Regions from separate parts of the Zea mays genome. Here all the other regions are linked to region 3. The links are chromatin contacts, called in public Hi-C maps. All regions are on one chromosome and are shown on one strand. Each heading gives the region's core, a stretch centred on a gene start, on an enhancer-like site or on the middle of the called end of the contact. The rest is flanking DNA. Distances are from core to core; before and after follow the strand shown.

What was found. Hi-C and Micro-C count contacts between places; a contact is called where the count stands out from the background.
Region 1: a Hi-C map of ear shows a contact between it and region 3, with 1.9 times the contacts expected there. The contact joins the promoter of LOC103641577 here to the promoter of LOC100279477 in region 3.
Region 2: a Hi-C map of bundle sheath shows a contact between it and region 3, with 2.1 times the contacts expected there. The contact joins the promoter of LOC100281949 here to the promoter of LOC100279477 in region 3. A contact is called at or near these places in 4 of 25 Hi-C or Micro-C datasets (bundle sheath, ear, leaf and 1 more).

Annotation. Positions count from the first base shown.
Region 1 is chr1:188,969,145-188,973,054 of Zm-B73-REFERENCE-NAM-5.0, forward strand. It overlaps LOC103641577 (pterocarpan synthase 1), which reads left to right and starts at 2,175. Exons shown (of 3, transcript XM_008664921.2): 1 at 2,175-2,628; 2 at 2,715-2,911; 3 at 3,128-3,538. The coding sequence starts at 2,252. The coding sequence ends at 3,174.
Region 2 is chr1:189,070,672-189,074,353 of Zm-B73-REFERENCE-NAM-5.0, forward strand. LOC100281949 (Serine--glyoxylate aminotransferase) reads left to right here and starts at 1,367. Exons shown (of 2, transcript NM_001154867.1): 1 at 1,367-2,712; 2 at 2,817-3,189. The coding sequence starts at 1,639. The coding sequence ends at 2,954. LOC103641595 reads right to left here. Exons shown (of 1, transcript XM_008664937.4): 1 at 3,281-3,682. The coding sequence ends at 3,456.
Region 3 is chr1:188,818,769-188,822,592 of Zm-B73-REFERENCE-NAM-5.0, forward strand. LOC100279477 reads right to left here and starts at 1,521. Exons shown (of 1, transcript NM_001364617.1): 1 at 1-1,521. The coding sequence starts at 256. The coding sequence ends at 107.

The sequences.
Region 1 (3,910 bases), core at 925-3,424, 150 kb after region 3:
CATTCAATCTCTATGATTTTGTCGTACCTAATCTTCCAAGTCAAGGGCATCCCTTATATCAACATTAATCACCGGAATATGGTACCTAATATTTAGTTGTTCACTTCAACCGAACCTTTTTTTTAATCCCTCCGTTTCAAAATATAGTTTTTTGTAACCCACTTTTTTCAGTCCACGTTCATTCAAATGATAATAAATATATATATACATAGAAACTATATTCATATGCTATTTAATGAATATATGATTAGTTTAAAATAAATTATATTTTGGGACGGAGAGGGTATATGATCATTATAAAAAATCCTGGCCTGCAAATTCATATGTTACGTACACCAACGATTAACCCTTTGGTCAGAACGTTGTAAAGTCATTTTTAGATATCCACATAGTCTGAATGGTGACACTTTGACTAGTAGAAGAGGATATGCTCAGTTAACGAATGATTTCTCTCTTTTTCCCATGTGAATCGATTGATGACCTACGTGCCGCAAGGTTGCTCTTATCTTCTTATTGACTAGAACGGAGCGGCCAATTAAGGCCCGTTTGGGACATGTTTTTTTCCATGAAGTGATTTTCCGAGAACCGTATTTCTAGATAATATAACTATCACGAGGATCTAGATATTACGGAGCTTATATGTAGAGAAAAAAATGAAGAAATATGCACGGTTTAAGATTTAGAATGCGACATTCTCCTCTCGTCGTAATGACTCGACGGATTCTACGTCCATGTTGATTTGATTGATTTTTACATAAACGATTTTCATATGAACAAACTGAGAGCGAAAATTTTAGCTGCCAAAAGTCGATTCTAATGCTATCTCCAACAGATCCCTTATCCAATCCCTTATCACCAAACTACACTATGCAAACAGTACCAAAAAGTGTCCTCTACAGTTTTGCGTCCTCTATTTTATACTATCTATTGGAGAGAGTCTAACAGCCAAAAAAACGAAACAAATAGGTCCTAAGGGCCTGTTTGGTTCACCTGTAGATTCCTAAAAATTTGATCTAGCTATGAGTTGTGAGCCAACGTTTATGGAAAAACTAAATTTTGTTTTGTTGAAACGGTTATCGACTATAAATTCTATAACATCATGACACTAATATGGATGGCAAGAATCTGAAAATTTTAGGGTAGAAGATGATTCTGAATTGAACTAGAGAAATTTATAGATGATTATTTGCATGAATCTATTCTGTTGTACTTGTACATGTTTGGTTGAGATTATAGATCTTTGGAGGTGAATTTAGCTCAGAAAGCTAAACCAAATACACTCTAAATATGACCACGAAAATTGGCTACTACACAGATCATCTATAGAGAGACGTCAAAATAACTCAGAAATCAAGAACCGTACGTAGAAACTGATTTGTAGAGATAGCCTATACATAGTACTGTCTTCATTTTGTTTTAAAAAAAATATTCTATACAAATTTATTAAAATAAATAGTAAAAATGTTTCATTCAAGTGCTAGCTAGGGAGTACAAGACTACACGGCCACATATTTGCAAGAAAAATGGTCTTGAAACAGAAAAAAGGTATGAAACGACTTGACTACAATGTGGAAGCAGAACATATGGACAGGATAGGCAAAGAAGCGCAATCATTGGCTCTAAACTAATGTGATCATATATTTTATAGTTACAATCCTGTGGAACGGAACTTATATCCCGAGCACTTTCACTATCAGTATGCCTGTCTTAAATTAATTACGTAGCAGTTGTCCACGGAGTACACCATTAATTAACCGGCACAAATTGGACTAGTCGATCTGCAGAAATTAACCGACCTAGCCGAAGTTCTCGATCGAGTTTTGCCCAAAAAAGTTGTCCACAATCCCACGGCTCCACCTCTACCCACGCCAAATAAATTCAAGAGATAAACACAGCAAGTTGAGTTTGAAAAACGTTGGGCAAACGACCAGAGATACGAATATACTCATACGATGGGGAGAGAAGAAGAAAAAATAGCCAAATAACAAAAAAAAAAAACAGAGCTGGTGAAGTGATGTATCGTTCCATGTTTGCAAGACTGAAAAGAAATTGACGAACCTCCCTTCCCTTATCGTCGTGGTCCTTCAATAGTATAGCAGCACGTCGATCGACGAACCTTATTCCTGGGCCTCTCTGGCTATAAATACAGCCCATCTTCCCCACCCCGCAGGCCACAGCAGTCACACGAAGACAGCAAGCTAAACACTCGTACTCTGTCGTCTCCTTCCCGAGCCCACAAACCCTTTTGCCAATGGCACATCCTGCTAGTGCTAGCAATGCCCGCCTGACCACCACCATCCTCTTCATGTCGCTTCTGCTGGTCTTGGCTACTGCTTCACTGGGATGCCCGTGCCCATGCTCATACACCTGTGAGAACGAGCTGAACTGGCGCGTGTATCTGAAGCAAGTTGTCGGTACTGGACCAAGTCACAACCAGGAGGTAATTTTCAGACCTCAGCACGCTAATCCGTTCGGCCAGACCGTCGTTCAGGACTGGACGTTGGTAGACGCGCCTGCTCAAGGCGCAAAGGTGGTGGGACACGCGCAAGGCGTGCATGTCTTGTCTGATCTAGCCAACGTGGGCTGGTTCGTCTCCCTCAACCTCAACATGGTGTTCCAAGGTGACAGGTTAGCATTTTCGCTTCCCTCCCTCCCTCCCTCCCATCTGTTCATGGTGCGTCGGTCGATAACAACCCGTGCTTGTTGTGCGATAGGTTCAGCGGATCCACGCTCCCGGTGATGGGAGTTCTTCCACCGGAGGGGGAGTGGGCTGTCGTGGGAGGGACAGGAGAGCTGGCTCTGGCACGCGGCACGATCAAGCACAGAATAGCTGGAAGCGCACCCGAGACCAACTTCCGGCAGCTGGATATCCACGCCTTCTACGCGAACGGCTCAGCCAGCTGCGTCGTAGGTACATCTCTTCACTCCTGTTCCAAACTTCCAGCGGTCTAGGCTTTGCTTGTTGTTGATTTCGTAGTGCATACTTGAGGATCGGAGTAGTAAACAAAGTCTGTCAAAGCATGAAGAACACAACTTCACTTCACAGTCTTGTCTCTCTCTCTCTCTTTTTAAAACCTTTAATTAACTGATCTAGAACCATTATCTTGGTTTCATTTTCTGTCCACAGGTTCTGCTGCAGTGATAGCCGAGAAGGGGTCTGCTCACGCCAAGTGATGCCATGCGAAACAGTTGCATGCATCCTGTCTCAAGTGCAAACCTACAGGAAAGAAGAAGAAAAAAAAAACATAAATAATCAGTTGGACGGATGCAAATGAAGTGAATCAAGTGATGGTGCTGCCCTTCATGTCATGAGAAGTAGGCAGAGGAGGCACCGTTTGTGTGTGTGTGTGTGTTTCCTTACAAATAAATAAGACATGGGTCTCTGGATGGAAGTCATGAAACTACCAATCCAGCGTCCATCTATCATGCATGCACACGGTTCGCTGTGGTCGTTGCTGTACGCAACTACTGTTGTCGTTGTAATGTTTGTTGTGTAATATTTTCAGGAAAAAAAAGCAGTTAAGTTTGCTTGAGAAAAGGGTTTGTATATCAAGATACATAACTCCGCTTTAAAAAATCAGCATTACAACTACTGGCTTAAGGGGATGAAAGATGAGATACAGATGCTACTGGCTTTTATCCCAGCTTTAAAAATCAGCATTACAAGTAGACTACAAATCGATGCGTATTACCGAGATACAGATGCTACTAGAGAGGAGATGAGTGACCACCTCACTCCTTGAGTACTCTAAATATCAAGGTCAAATCGATGCGTATTGAGGTGGCACAAGAAACAAAATGCGCCACCTAAAAATCGAGTGTATGCAGCGTAGATACAGTTCCTAAAAACACTCCGCTTCATATGAAAAGTTAGCCAAATGATCTAGATTCACGAAATCCAAATTTACTA
Region 2 (3,682 bases), core at 117-2,616, 250 kb after region 3:
ATTACGCATTCTTAGAGAGTTTTCTTCACCAGAAGGAAAACTTCATGGAATGGATGGGTTCTCGGGGATTCTTACAAAGCAAGTTTAGCAGCATGCCAGATGAAAAGTACACATATGAAACCCTTACGAGCTTGTCATGGTGGGACCAAATGAAGTATGTGGTTGATGTAATAGAGTCATTATTTGGTTTTCTTCATTTCGTTGACCAAGACAGAAAGGGAACACTTAGAACGGTTTTTAATGTTCATGTCATGAATCACTACTGACTACATCTTCGGGTGCTTTGAACCTTCGTACACACTATGCATATGGTTTTCCATGCATTTGAACTGTTAAATGTTGCTATTTGACTTGTGATAAAATTTGTACTATCTTTTGTTCAAAATTTGGGACCTCAATGTGCGTTATTTGCAAAAAAAAAAACAATTGGTTTGGTTTCTGCACCTGTGCTGCCGGTTTATCAGGTCTTATCAGTCGATTAATCGATGTCGAGCCGTTTTAATTCGAAAGATGGTTTGGATTTGAATAGCGGTTTCTCCTAATTTATCGCGATTAATCAGATATGGACCCTGACCATTTTTTTTTTGTTAAGTAACCGGTTTGGTGAACCTTGCTCGTCCTATACTCTTCTCAGTTCTCACAGATGTCAGCGCCAACCTTGCCGTCGATCGCGGCCCAGAGCGAGCAGTAACAGACCCGTCGAATAATTAGTGTGTCGTCACACCAACATAGAAGGAGACGCAGAAGAAGAAAAAATCGTCCTGTAGTTCCACGGACAGCGGAGAGCCAAGCGGAAGGGATAACACACATCTTCCCCGGGCGGGGGCGTGACGTGGCCGCGTCGGCGCCCCAGGCCTGCAGATTGGCACCCACTGGACTGGAGCCGAGTTGCTGCTGCTCTGTCACTTTATCCGGCGTCGCCGGCTGCATTCCTCCCATTCTGGAGATGACACACATCCGACGAGTCTGAACTGAATCTTTCTTCATGCGAGAACCGCCACTAAAAACAGGATCGATCTGAATTGAAGGACACTGAGCTCTGTCGATAGTATCTCTGTGCACCTGTAGGCGTCAGTCAGTGTTGTTTGGATGTGCAGTGCAGCAGCGCCGTCGTCCACACAAGCTGGAGGAGCGCTGCAAAGCCAGCCAGCCACTCCAGGACAGGCCGGACGGCTTATCTGCCACGCCGGACGACGGCTGGGCCCGCGAAAGGATCGCCCTTTGGAGTTTGGACGCCATGGCTCCTATCCTATCCTATATAGCCGTCGTCATCCTATGCCTATCCTATCGCCCCCGCCAGGCGCCAGCCTCCCGTATTTGATGTTTCACAAACGCGTGAGCGGCTCGCCCTCCTCTCCAGTCCCTCCTCCCTCCGGTCCGCACAGGGGAGCAGCCGGCAGCAGCTAGCTACCACAGGTACGCCTGTCTCCGGTCCAGTGCAATCTTGTCTTCTTTTTGGATTTGTGATCGACGATGATGTAGTATGTAGCAAAGTGTTTGCTTGGCATGTGGGCTCAAGGCGTAAGTAAGGATCAGTCTAGAGGTTTGGTTGCCAAGTTCAGTGCACTACGCTGACACTCCCTCCTCTCCCTGCGTGCACTGCTGCTAGTACCAGCAGCAATAAGCTAATCAGCTACGATGGCGGACTACGTGTATGGCCCCGGGCGGACCCACCTGTTCGTGCCGGGCCCCGTGAACATCCCGGACCCCGTGATCCGCGCCATGAACCGGCAGAACGAGGACTACCGCTCGCCGGCGGTGCCGGCGCTGACCAAGGTCCTGCTGGAGGACGTTAAGAAGATCTTCAAGACCACGACGGGCACGCCCTTCATGATCCCGACGACGGGGACGGGCGCGTGGGAGAGCGCGCTGACCAACACGCTGTCCCCGGGCGACAGGGTCGTGTCCTTCCTCATCGGGCAGTTCAGCCTGCTGTGGATCGACCAGCAGCGGCGCCTGGGCTTCGACGTGGACGCGGTGGAGAGCGAGTGGGGCCAGGGCGCCGACCTGGCCGCGCTGGAGCGCAGGCTCCGCGAGGACGCGCCGCGGCACGCCATCAAGGCCGTGGCCATCGTGCACAACGAGACGGCCACGGGCGTCACCAACGACCTGGCCGCCGTGCGCGCGCTGCTGGACAAGCACGCGCACCCGGCGCTGCTGCTGGTGGACGGCGTGTCGTCCATCTGCGCGCTGGACTTCCGCATGGACGAGTGGGGCGTGGACGTGGCGCTCACGGGCTCGCAGAAGGCGCTGTCGATGCCGACGGGGATGGGCATCGTGTGCGCCAGCCCCAGGGCGCTGGAGGCCAGCAAGACGGCCAGGTCCGTGCGCGTCTTCTTCGACTGGAAGGACTACCTCAGGTTCTACGACATGGGCACGTACTGGCCCTACACGCCCTCCATCCAGCTCCTCTACGGCCTCCGCACCGCGCTCGACCTCATCTTCGAGGAAGGGCTGGACAACGTCGTGAGGAGGCACAACCGCCTTGGGACAGCCACCAGGCTCGCCGTCGAGGCGTGGGGGCTCAGCAACTGCTGCCAGAAGGAGGAGTGGTTCAGCGACACCGTCACCGCCGCCGTCGTGCCGCCCAACATCGACAGCGCCGAGGTCGTCAGGCACGCGTGGAAGCGGTACAACCTCAGTCTCGGCCTCGGCCTCAACAAGGTCGCCGGGAAGGTCTTCAGGATCGGCCATCTCGGCAACCTCAACGAGGTAGCGCACTGCAGAGTTTGGCAATTCGTTTAATTAATTAATCAGTGCAACGTACTATATCTTGATGCTCCCAAACATTATTTTTTTTTCTTCTTCTTTGTCAGCTGCAACTTCTGGGATGTCTGAGCGGTGTGGAGATGGTGCTCAAGGATGTGGGGTACCCAGTGAAACTAGGTAGCGGCGTGGCAGCCGCGGCGGCGTACCTGTCAAACTCCACGCCGCTCATCCCATCTAGGATCTGAGAACAATGTAAGGGGAGGATATCGCAAACAAGGCCAGCGACAACGAGTGGGCAGACGAACGAACAAAGCGTTGCTACATAGTACTCTCTCAGAATGTAAAGTTAAATTTCACACCCAGCTGTTGCTACATAGTAGTATAGTTTTATGAATTACAGGTTTGATTAAACTTCAAATTAATCTACATGTATAGCCCTGCCCAGATTTAACTATATTGGGACCGTATTACTTACCGATCAACTCTGCTTTACAGTAGTAGTCTTTTTGTTTCTGAAATCAGATCATAAGACATGCCATTCTCACAAACAGAAAAAAAACACTCTCACAAGTCACAAATCACCAGTATGTATTGCTGGTATCAAGTCAAGTCTTTGCGCGATCATAGAATAAAACTGTTTCGAAAAACGAAGTACATATACTGTAACTCAATGTAAAAACGGCGAAAAATTCAGTAACAAAACCGAAAAACTTCAAGCGAAGTACTGGCTGTTGCGCTGAAGAACATCAGGCAGCTTTGGCAAGCTCCCTGTCGACGGCGACCTTGAGGAAGCTGCCTTCGTCTAGGACCATCTGCACGGGGAGGAAGCCGAGGCCGTTGGCCACGGCGAGCATCACCTCCTTCATCTCCGCGCGGAACTCGTGCCGGTCCACCATGCCGCTGCCGTCCCTGTCGAACCGCGCAAACAGGCCGCGGTACAGCGCCCCGAGGTCCTCCGGCGCCACCGCGGCCT
Region 3 (3,824 bases), core at 271-2,770:
GCAGCACATCCCAGAACAAACAACAATAATATCAGGCAGTACACGAGTAGTTCTTAGAACCCGCTGCTTCCCATATCACCAATGACAGCTCAATCATAGAACCAAGCTATGCCCATCCTGTGTGCAACACAAAATACAGCACGCAGAGGGCCCGTCTGGTTTCGCCGATCACTACTGCCTCTGAATGCCATTTTGCTGCATCGTTGGGGACCGCTGAAGTTTTTGCCTGGTCAGAGGCAGGGGCATCTGACTGCATAGGGTTCGCCAGTTAGGTTGTCTGTCTGGCTCTCCCCCTCATCTGTCACCTCATCCCTTTTGTGGCTAGCTTCTCTTCTCTTCTCCTCTCTTCTCCATGGGATTCATCATGGCTAGTGCAGCCGGCGAGGCCTAATTGATACACAGCCGCAGCGGTAAGGATCAGCTGCGGGCTGCTGCTGCTCTATCTTATCTGCACGAGAAATGCTTAGCGCTGAAAATCTACCGGGGATTACATTATTATGCCACGCTTTACATGCACAGTAGCTGCAGTAAACAGTAACTGCATTGCACTATTAGACACACAGTTGAAACACAAACAAACAAAAGGCAGGCAGGATTCATGGTTTCAGAAGGTAATAATCATCACCGAAGGACATTGTTTGCTTGCATCATGTAAAAAAGAAGAATGATGAGAGAAAGGTACTCCTATTTCGTATTGGACTAGTTAGTTAATTGAGCTGCTGTAGGCTGTAGCATTGCACAGCTGCAGTTAAGTCGCGCGTGTTGCCAAAGCATGGTAGCCAGCTTTATACATAGAGAGAGGGAGAGAGATAAAGAGCAGAATCCGCACGAACATTTCGCTCTCCGATAACCGATATGTTCTTAGTAGAACCGTGATTGGCAAAACTACAAAGTAGTTGGGAGGGGGGGTCAAAAAGAAGAGAGAAGGTGAAAAAAGGGGGCTAAAACTGACAACAAAAGCAGCAACAGCTAGCAACAATCACCACCGAGGGGGGAAATTAAAAAAAAACGATGCCTGGCTTTCCCGCATGCCAAATCCGCACCCATCACCAGGACACGTACGACGCCTTCTCCGCCGCCAGGGCTCCCCTCAATCCGCTGAGCCGCTGGTCTGCACCACGACGACGGTAACGGCGACGGCGAGCTCGCTCCATAGAGGCAAGAAGGACGGCGACTCAGAAGGCGAGGACGAAGGAGAGAGCTAGGTAGGGGTCACCGTCACCGGAGCGGCAGCAGGCGGACGGGGAGCGCGGAACGTCGTCGTGCGTCGCCGTCGCCGGCGACGGTGGCATTGGCGCCCTCCTCGTCTTTCTTCATGTCCCGCCGGGCGTCGGGGGCCGGGACGGAGACGGGGTGCTGCTGGTGGTGGCACCGAGAAAGCGCGTGTGTGTTTGCTTTGCGAGGGATAGAGGAGGAGGAGACACTAGAGGCCGCTGGTGCGGTAGATTAGGCTTTTAAACACACACACACATACAACCTAGCGAGAGCCAAGAGGTCGCATCGCACGAGCCAGGATTTTCTGTGCCTGCGTACATGTGCCGCGCGTTTATATATCACGCACAGTAACCATTCCAGACCAGAGACCAGAGACCACCATGGGAACCAAGAAGCGGCAAAGCCCAAGACAGCGTTAGCAGGCCCTGGCCCACCGTGCACCGCACCACGCGCGGCTCAGGCCACGGCCCACGGAAGCCTTAACCTCCAAGCTCCGGGGGCCCACAGGCCACTCCGTCCGGCCGATGGCCTATGCGCGATGGCGACGGCATGGCGCACGCGGTCCGTCGTGCCCTCGTCTCGTGGTGGTGGCATCACAACCGGTGGCCTGTGGAGTGTGGAGATGCACGGGCTGCGGTGCAGGGAAACCGTCGTTCTCAGATCCGTGTGTGATAGAACATGATGTTGAGAAACCCTGATAAAGGGTTATGTGGGCAAATACCGAATATGCTCCTGAGGTCGATCACGTCTCTATATATAGAACTTGTACCCCTCATATGGAATAGAGAAGAGAAAGAGGTCAGAGGTCCAACCCTATATCATGTGTCTCGTGTGTTACTCTATCGTGCTTCTGGGAAGGGAGACGAGTTCTTTATAGCTTCTCGCGCCTCTACTGCTGACGGGAGGAAAGGGAGCGGATCTGGTGATCCGTGGTGACGTAATTCTCAACACGTTATCAGCACGCTCTACCTCGACGTTACTGTGGGATCAGATCTGCGTCAACTCATCGTCAAGCCGGCAGGTCCTGGCCTAGCCGAACTGTCCTACGCGATAGCCCTCGATTCCTTTACGTAATCTAGTGGTATGAAATTTGAGATTGGATGTGTTATTTACTTTCCGATCTATGTTCGCGGAGAAAAATATGCTGGAAAAGTGAGTGCAGCAGATGCATGCGTGCATGCAGTGCTCCTTGAGCCTGTTTGGTTCAGCTTTTTTCTGACCAGCTTTTTCGAGAATCTAGCTGTGGGAAAAATTTGGCTGTGTAGAGAATCTGCGTATTATTAGGATTACGTGCAGAGGAAGATAAAGTTGTCCATAGGACTCACGATCTATAAAGTGATGGATTACTACTATTGCGACGACACAACCGATTATATGTTTATGTTGATTTTGAATGGTTTTTACCCAAACGAATTTTATAGAAGCTGACTGAAAAGCTGAGTGTTTGGCAGTCCGCAGCAGCTTTTGGTGGCCAGAAGCTACGAAAAGCTGAAACAAACAGGGGCCTTGATTGCCGAGTAAAAAAAGTGGGCCCCATTTCTTTGACTAAGCGTGCGGCTGAGAAAAACAAAAAAAAGAAACGGTTGCATGATGTCCTGTAGCGGCGGAGAAAGCAGTTGAACCATGCATATTTATTGCCCCATTATAGGTCACGGTCAAAGCAGTTGTATGCGTCCACTGCATGGCTGCATCTGCATGCAATACGATCTGAAAATGGCGGCTCAATAGAAAACGAAAAAGTGGATTAGATGTATTGTGCGCGCAGAAACAGATTCGTGGAAGGAGAGAAAAAAATAGGATCTTAATGTGCTTTACAATTTTTTTTATTAATTGCGGTTGAATTTATACATATTTTAATTTATATACATGTGCCATACTATTTTATTCTATTTTCCTGCTGAATATAACAAATAGAATAAAAATTTGTTTTACATTGCAGTTTCTACCTTAATCAATTATTTCCCGCAGTAAATAATTAGTAGAAAAATGTATGCTTGAATATGAGAAAATGTCTTTCATACACCTGATCTGCTTATGCTTTAATTCTAGTATTATATTTCTGCTTTATTTCTCGTAGTAGATATTTAGCAGAAAATTATTAAAATACATGTAAAGACTATATGGTGTATACGTGAATCGCTCTAAATATTTATGATGTGTTGAGCTTTTGGACTCACGTCGAGCGATTAAATTGTATAGTGGGTACTCAGACACGTCGATCAGACTACGTTATTAATCGATCGAGTTATGACATTGGCTGAGCACCACTGGCTGCGCCCTGGCAACAAGACGCAGTATTTGTGTCGTACGAACTTGGCTGCGTCATTTGATTGCTATGTCGCACTCTCGCTTAATCGGACCACTCTCGTTGAGTCGGACCGCCATCATCGAGTCACATATTTTTCGCACGCCCTGTAGGCATTGTTTGTCTGTTGTGATCATCGAGCCACAATTGTGCCTATTGCGCATGTTTTATGGACTTGTCATGTACCCCGACTATTGAGTCACAATTGCGCCTGTTGCGCTTGTTACGAAAGCTTGTTGTGTTGTCGTAGCCCAGATGGCCACACACGCGTTGACGCCAGATACGCTAGAACTTGTACTCGCGT